Regions from separate parts of the Sus scrofa genome. Here region 2 is linked to region 1. The links are chromatin contacts, called in public HiChIP or PLAC-seq maps. All regions are on one chromosome and are shown on one strand. Each heading gives the region's core, a stretch centred on a gene start, on an enhancer-like site or on the middle of the called end of the contact. The rest is flanking DNA. Distances are from core to core; before and after follow the strand shown.

Region 1 (2,859 bases), core at 153-2,652:
AGCTAGGCTCAAAGTCAGAGAAAATGGACACGTGTGAGCAGTTCCCACACAGCCTGCTAAAGCTGACTGCAAGGGCACTCACAGAACAGCTTACTGGACTTTGAAGTACGGTGGGATCTGTCAGGAAATATCACTCAGAGGTGATATTCCTTTTTTTTTTTAAATGTCTTTTTAGGGCCACACCAGCAGCATATGTAAGTTCTGGGGCTAGGGGTTGAATTGGAGTTGTAGTTGCCGGCTTACACCACAGCCACAGTAATGCTGGATCCGAGCCGTGTCTGCGACCTACACCACAGCTCACAGCAACACTGGATCCTTAACCCACTGAACGAGGCTAGGGATGGAAAACACGTCCTAATGGATACTAGTCATGTTTGTTACTGCTGAGCCACGATGGGAACTCCCCATTTGGTTTTTTCTTTTCTTGGCCGCACCCACAGAATGTTGAAGTTCCCTGGCCAGGGACAGAACCCGTGCCACAGTAGTGACGCCAGATTCTTAACCCCCTAGGCCAACAGGGAATTTTGAAAAAACCTTAATTCTTCACATCTGTTTCGTAACCTGACACCATCCAACATCATTTTCCAATCAAACTTCAAGATGCCCTGACTGGTCTCCCCACTCCCCTGCTCCACAGACCACCCTCTGGGTCGCTCCAGCCTCCATTCACTCCCCAGCCTGGCATTGCCTTTCAGTCTGCACTAACAGGCCACGTACACAGTATTTGGCATTATGGACTCAATGTATAGCTTTAGTTCTGCTTTCTTAACTAGACAATGAGGTCCTTGAAGGCAGATTTCAAGCCACCTGTTTACCAGAGCATTTATCAACACTGATCCCTAAAACAGCAATTCCATGCCAGGGGCCATTCAATTTACCTGCCAAGGTTCTGGCAGGCAGCAAGAACCACTTTCATCTGTGTACTTTTATCCACAGGATCTGACTCTACCTAGTGGACCTCTTCGTTTTCCCAGAGTCCATGGGGGATCTTAAAGAACACTCTCTGTAACCAATTCAAATCACGAGGGGAAGGGTTGGCAAAGAGTGACATTTTAGGGCCAGGAAAATCACCAAGGCCATAGAGGAAACCCATCTGCTTGCTTGCTGGCCTCGATGGGAAGCAGAAAAGCTGAGAGCTAACATTTCACAGTAGAATCCAGGTTAAACAATCACAAGGCGTGTGAACACGGGCAAACCACTTGACATGGCTTGAGCCAGCAGAAAAATTGGATAAAAAGCAATCTTTGGCAAGGCAGCCAAGGCTGCTCTGAAACAGCTTCCCCCAACACTACCCCCTCCTGCCAAAGCAAGCTTCTACTCATTGGTGGTTCAGAATACAAAGCTCACCCCCCAGGACTCTAAGCGCACATTCAGGGTTGCTGAGGGCTGCCATCTTGTGGCCTAAACTAGAACTGCCTTTCAGGACTGAAACAGGTGGTTACTATCCAGCCCAGAACCACTTACAGTTTATCAGTTACCAGCTTCCCTTCCTCCCTTCCCATACCAAGCTGGGCCCATAGTACCCCACGAATGATTTCGAAATGCCCAAATCCCATAGGAAGATACACTTCTATTAGCTATCAGTCTTGTTAGCTTTCCTTACCATGGTGGGCCTGCTGGTTGACTCAGACTTGCTGCCTCAAATACCTTTGACCCCGCGAAGGAAGTGTGTGTTCACTGCAACCAGAGGCAGTGGTAGTTTGATCTGCAAACCAAAGTGGGCACCTCACCCACCAAACTGGCCTGCAGCTCTCATTCGACTGCACCTTCAAGGCTTAGCACTATACCAGGCACCTGGTGTTGGCAGTGCAGGATTGCAGAAATGGTCTCAAGAAACTCTCTGGGTGGGTACTTAAAAGATGACACTTGGCCACACCCAAAGACTCACTGTGTCGTCTTCAAGTCATAAGCTGGGTCACCAATGACAGACTCCAGAAAAACCAGATAGTGCATTTTCTGTTTTCAAGGAGGCTAAACTCCAATTGTCCTGTGTTTATTTGATTACAAAGATGAAAAACCCAGGGGATGGCTGGGCAGCCCTTATGTTTTTGTGCATTGTTTTCTCCCGATTCTTGTAAACCCTGAGCTTTGAAGATCAGTAATTCCAGGACCACCATACAGCAATTTTCTTTCCCACCACGCAGAGCTGCGTGAGCCTGCATGGTTAGTGTGGTGAAGACGCCCAGCTTTCCAACCACCTCCCAGAAGCGTAACCGCCCTAGAGCTGACTCTAGCCATGTGCTGGAACAAAGAGGGCCCAGGTAAAGTCATGTAATGCAGCTCTGAGAGCAACAAGTGATGTCACCCTGCCTAAGGACAACTCCCTGAACCAATCCAGTCTTATCCCATTAACATTCTGATCTTTAAACCATTACTGTTCAGGATACACAATGCAAACAAAACAGGGCACAAGAGATAACGGTCTTCTCTGGCTACAGGTTTATTCAACACAAAACAATCTCTTCCAACTTTACTGAGGAGGCTGACCACGTCCACGACCAAAGCCGCCTCTCTGCAAGAAAAAGCACATGATGCCAGCGTTAGTGGTATCCCACAGACCTGTTTCGCTGGAGAGGCCCCCAAATATCAGGGCTCAGAGAATCTAGGCCATAAATCCCAGCCATGGCTCTTACAGGCTACAGGGCCACATTCACACCTTAGGCCGGTTCCTCATTTGTAAACTGGGAACATGAACAGTGTGCCCATACACAGACACGGAAGCACCCAGTAAAAGGACATGATGTTTTGTCTGCCGCACACACTTCTTTTTTTTAATGCCTTTTTTAGGGCCACACCTGTGGCACATGGAGGTTCCCAGGTTAGGGGTCTAATTGGAGCTGTTGTTGCTGGCCTACACCA
Region 2 (2,929 bases), core at 9-2,508, 200 kb after region 1:
CCAAGCACACAAATCAGAGTTTCTAATTGAACAGAATCACATGACTGACAGCATGGTTCATCAGTGCCAGAAACCAAAGGCCACTAAAGGGTTTAAGTAAGCTATGTTCATTAGAGATCAAAGAAATTACGGTAACTGCTTCTCTTATTATGGTCTTCCTCAAACCAGTGACATCATTCCCAGACCCCACAGTTTAACCACGCAAAAATAGCCTTTTCCAAACATAACCCAACCATAAGCCAATGGATTCAGCGGGTTGCTTTTAATTATGCACAAACATAGCATGAAATAAGTTCTGACAGTACACAACTGTTGAAGAGACATGCTATTAACAGCAAATACTTTTCTGCTGGGGGCCTGTCTGCTCCTCCAGGTGTTTGCAGCTGCCAGAAAGGAAGGCTATATTTAGAGCAGCTACCTCAGGTCAAGGCTCATGCAAGGGTGGCCTGTAGTATTAATCAGTACTGCCTGGAATTATACCACTACCAGCTGCCGGCCCGTGTGTGCTAGATAAAATTTACACAGCGCAGAGCTGGGCCAGGGTCCAAACTGTGCCTGTTTACTTGACCATTCAATAGGAACACTTGGACTTTAGACTCTTCTAGAAATTTCCTTATCTAGCTGACTGTGATCCAAAGTGAAGAATATGTGACTGGTCAAACTTGGGGAGGCCCAGACCCTACCACCCACAAATAGGCTTAGGAGTACATCTGGAATCAGCCTTATACTTAGAGATCAAAGATAAAATGAGGGAGAGAAAAATAAGCCTAGTTTGCACTTTGTTCTTCTGAAAGCTTTTCATAAAAACTAAGTGTCCACATTTTATAAAGATAATTTTTCTGCCGAAGGTCCCAGGCAAACAGCCTGAATTGTTTTCTGTTCACTTGGCTGTAAAATATGCTTGAGAGGGAAGAAACTATTTGTGCGCTCAGGACAACTGCCAATTCTTATCCTCAGCCTGTGTCATATTTCGCCACTTGGCTCCACCTCATATCAGACAGGACTCAGAGACGAGCGCAGTAGAAATACTAACAAGTGGAAAAGTCCAGCTACCCTACTTAGGCAGATTCATCTCCCTCCTCAAATCAGCCTTCATCCCACAGTCAAGCCAAAAAACCTGCTTACTTGTACCTCTATTATATAGGAAATTTAGCCACAGATTAGGAAATATTTGTTAAAGCACGAAGTGAAACTGAAAGTAGTGAACTGGATTCCTGGCAGGAAGCAGGAGTGAAGGATGACAAAGCATATTCATTTTACAAGTAAAAGGTGGAGAGTGGACATTAGCCCAGTGGTGCTCTAATCTATCAGGAAGGTACACAACTTAAAATGTGGGTATAAGTTCCTTGGCACCTGGACCATCTAGATCACTAACTCACTGGGCCAAGGAACAGCAAGAATAGACTAAACAGCTCCAATTCAATGTAAGAACAAGCAGACATGATAGCACTGTATTCTGTTCAAAACAACATATGCAACTATTATTACTAGCCAATAAGAAACTGCATGAAACAGAGCTGGCTGAGGAGATGGGAAAGGGAAGGCACTAACTCAGCATGAGGCCCAGCCTGAAAGGTTAAACGTCTCAGTTCCTTCAGTGTTTTTGCTCAAGAAAAGTTTTTCTCTGATTTCAAATGGTTAAGTGTCCTGAAGAACAAAGGGAGGTAGTGTAACAGGGGAAAAAAGGGCACAAGCAAAGATGGATGATGGTGATGGTTACATAACACTGTGAATATCCTTTATACTACAGAATTGTAGTAAGTTAAAATGGTAAAACTTTATTCATTTTTTATTTTTTAAGTGAAGCACAGTTGATTTACATATCATGCTAGTTTCTAGTGCACAGCAAAGTGATTTGGGTTTATACTGAATACAGTTCCCTGTGCTATACAGTAGGAACTTATTGCTAGCTATTTCACATACAGTAGTTTGGATCTGCTAATCCCAAACTCCTAATCTCTCTCTCCCCGACCCCTTTTCCTCTTTGGTAACTCTAAGTTTGTCTTCTATGTCTGAGAGTCTATTTCTGTTTTGTAAATAAGTTTGTTTGTATATTTTAGATTCCACATAAAAGTGGTATCATATGATATTTGTCTTTCTCTGTCTTACTTCACTTAGTATGATACTCTCTAGGTCCATCCATGTTGCTGCAAATAGCATTACTTCATTCTTTTTATGGCTGAGTAATATTCCATTGTGTATAGTACCACATCTTCTTTATCCATTCCTCTGTCAATAGACATTTAGGTTGCTTCCATGTCCTGGCTATTGTAAATAGCACTGCCATGAACACTGGGGTGCATGTATCTTTTCGAATTAAAGTTTTCTTTGGATATATGCCCAAGAGTGGGAGTGCTGGGTCGAATGGTTTTTTTTTTTTTTGTTTTTTTGTTTTTTGGGTTTTTTTAGGGCCTCACTGGTGGCATACTGAAGTTCTCAGGCTAGGGGTTGAATTGGCTGGCCTACACCACAGCCACAGCCACAGCCACATAGGATCTGAGCTGCATCTTTGACCTACAACACAGCTCACAGCAATGCCGGATCCCCAACCCACTGAGCGAGGCCTAGGGTCAAAACCACATCTTCATGGATACTGGTTGGATTCATTTCTGCTGTACCACAACAGGAACGCCCTATTTTCAGTTTTTTAAAGAAATTTCTTTACTGTTTTCCATAGTGGCTACACCAACTTACATTCCCACCAACAATGCAGGGGTTCAATCCCTGGCCCAGGAACTTCTGCATGCTATGGGTATGGAAAAAAAGAAAAGTTTATAAAACAAAGGTAAAGGAAAAAAAAAAAAAAAAACAGAAAGAAAAGGTATCTTTTTTTCCCACCACTGCAAGATTAAAAAAAAAAAAAAAAAAAAAAAAAAAACAGCCACCTAGGGAACACTCAGACGACCTAATGAGGATGAAACTGATATGC

Evidence for each region. HiChIP or PLAC-seq counts read pairs in DNA pulled down with a chosen protein or histone mark.
Region 2: a contact with region 1 is called in an H3K27ac HiChIP or PLAC-seq map of alveolar macrophages. The contact joins two enhancer-like sites. A contact is called at or near these places in 2 of 47 Hi-C or Micro-C datasets (embryonic fibroblasts and epiblast stem cells) and 1 of 2 datasets of contacts at active chromatin or transcription factors (alveolar macrophages).

What each region holds. Positions count from the first base shown.
Region 1 is chr7:30,433,194-30,436,052 of Sscrofa11.1, forward strand. RPS10 (ribosomal protein S10) reads right to left here. Exons shown (of 6, transcript NM_001244106.1): 6 at 1,953-2,512. The coding sequence ends at 2,471. Among named protein-coding and RNA genes, the nearest start is that of RPS10, 8.1 kb to the right of the region's middle. Within about 2 kb of position 1,403, at least 14 of the 83 cell types and tissues checked have an H3K27ac peak or open chromatin away from gene starts, as enhancers often do. A contact at or near this core is called in alveolar macrophages, where this site is marked.
Region 2 is chr7:30,629,548-30,632,476 of Sscrofa11.1, forward strand. The region is part of intron 2 of C7H6orf106 (chromosome 7 open reading frame, human C6orf106); the gene reads right to left. Among named protein-coding and RNA genes, the nearest start is that of C7H6orf106, 36 kb to the right of the region's middle. Within about 2 kb of position 1,259, at least 58 of the 83 cell types and tissues checked have an H3K27ac peak or open chromatin away from gene starts, as enhancers often do. A contact at or near this core is called in alveolar macrophages, where this site is marked.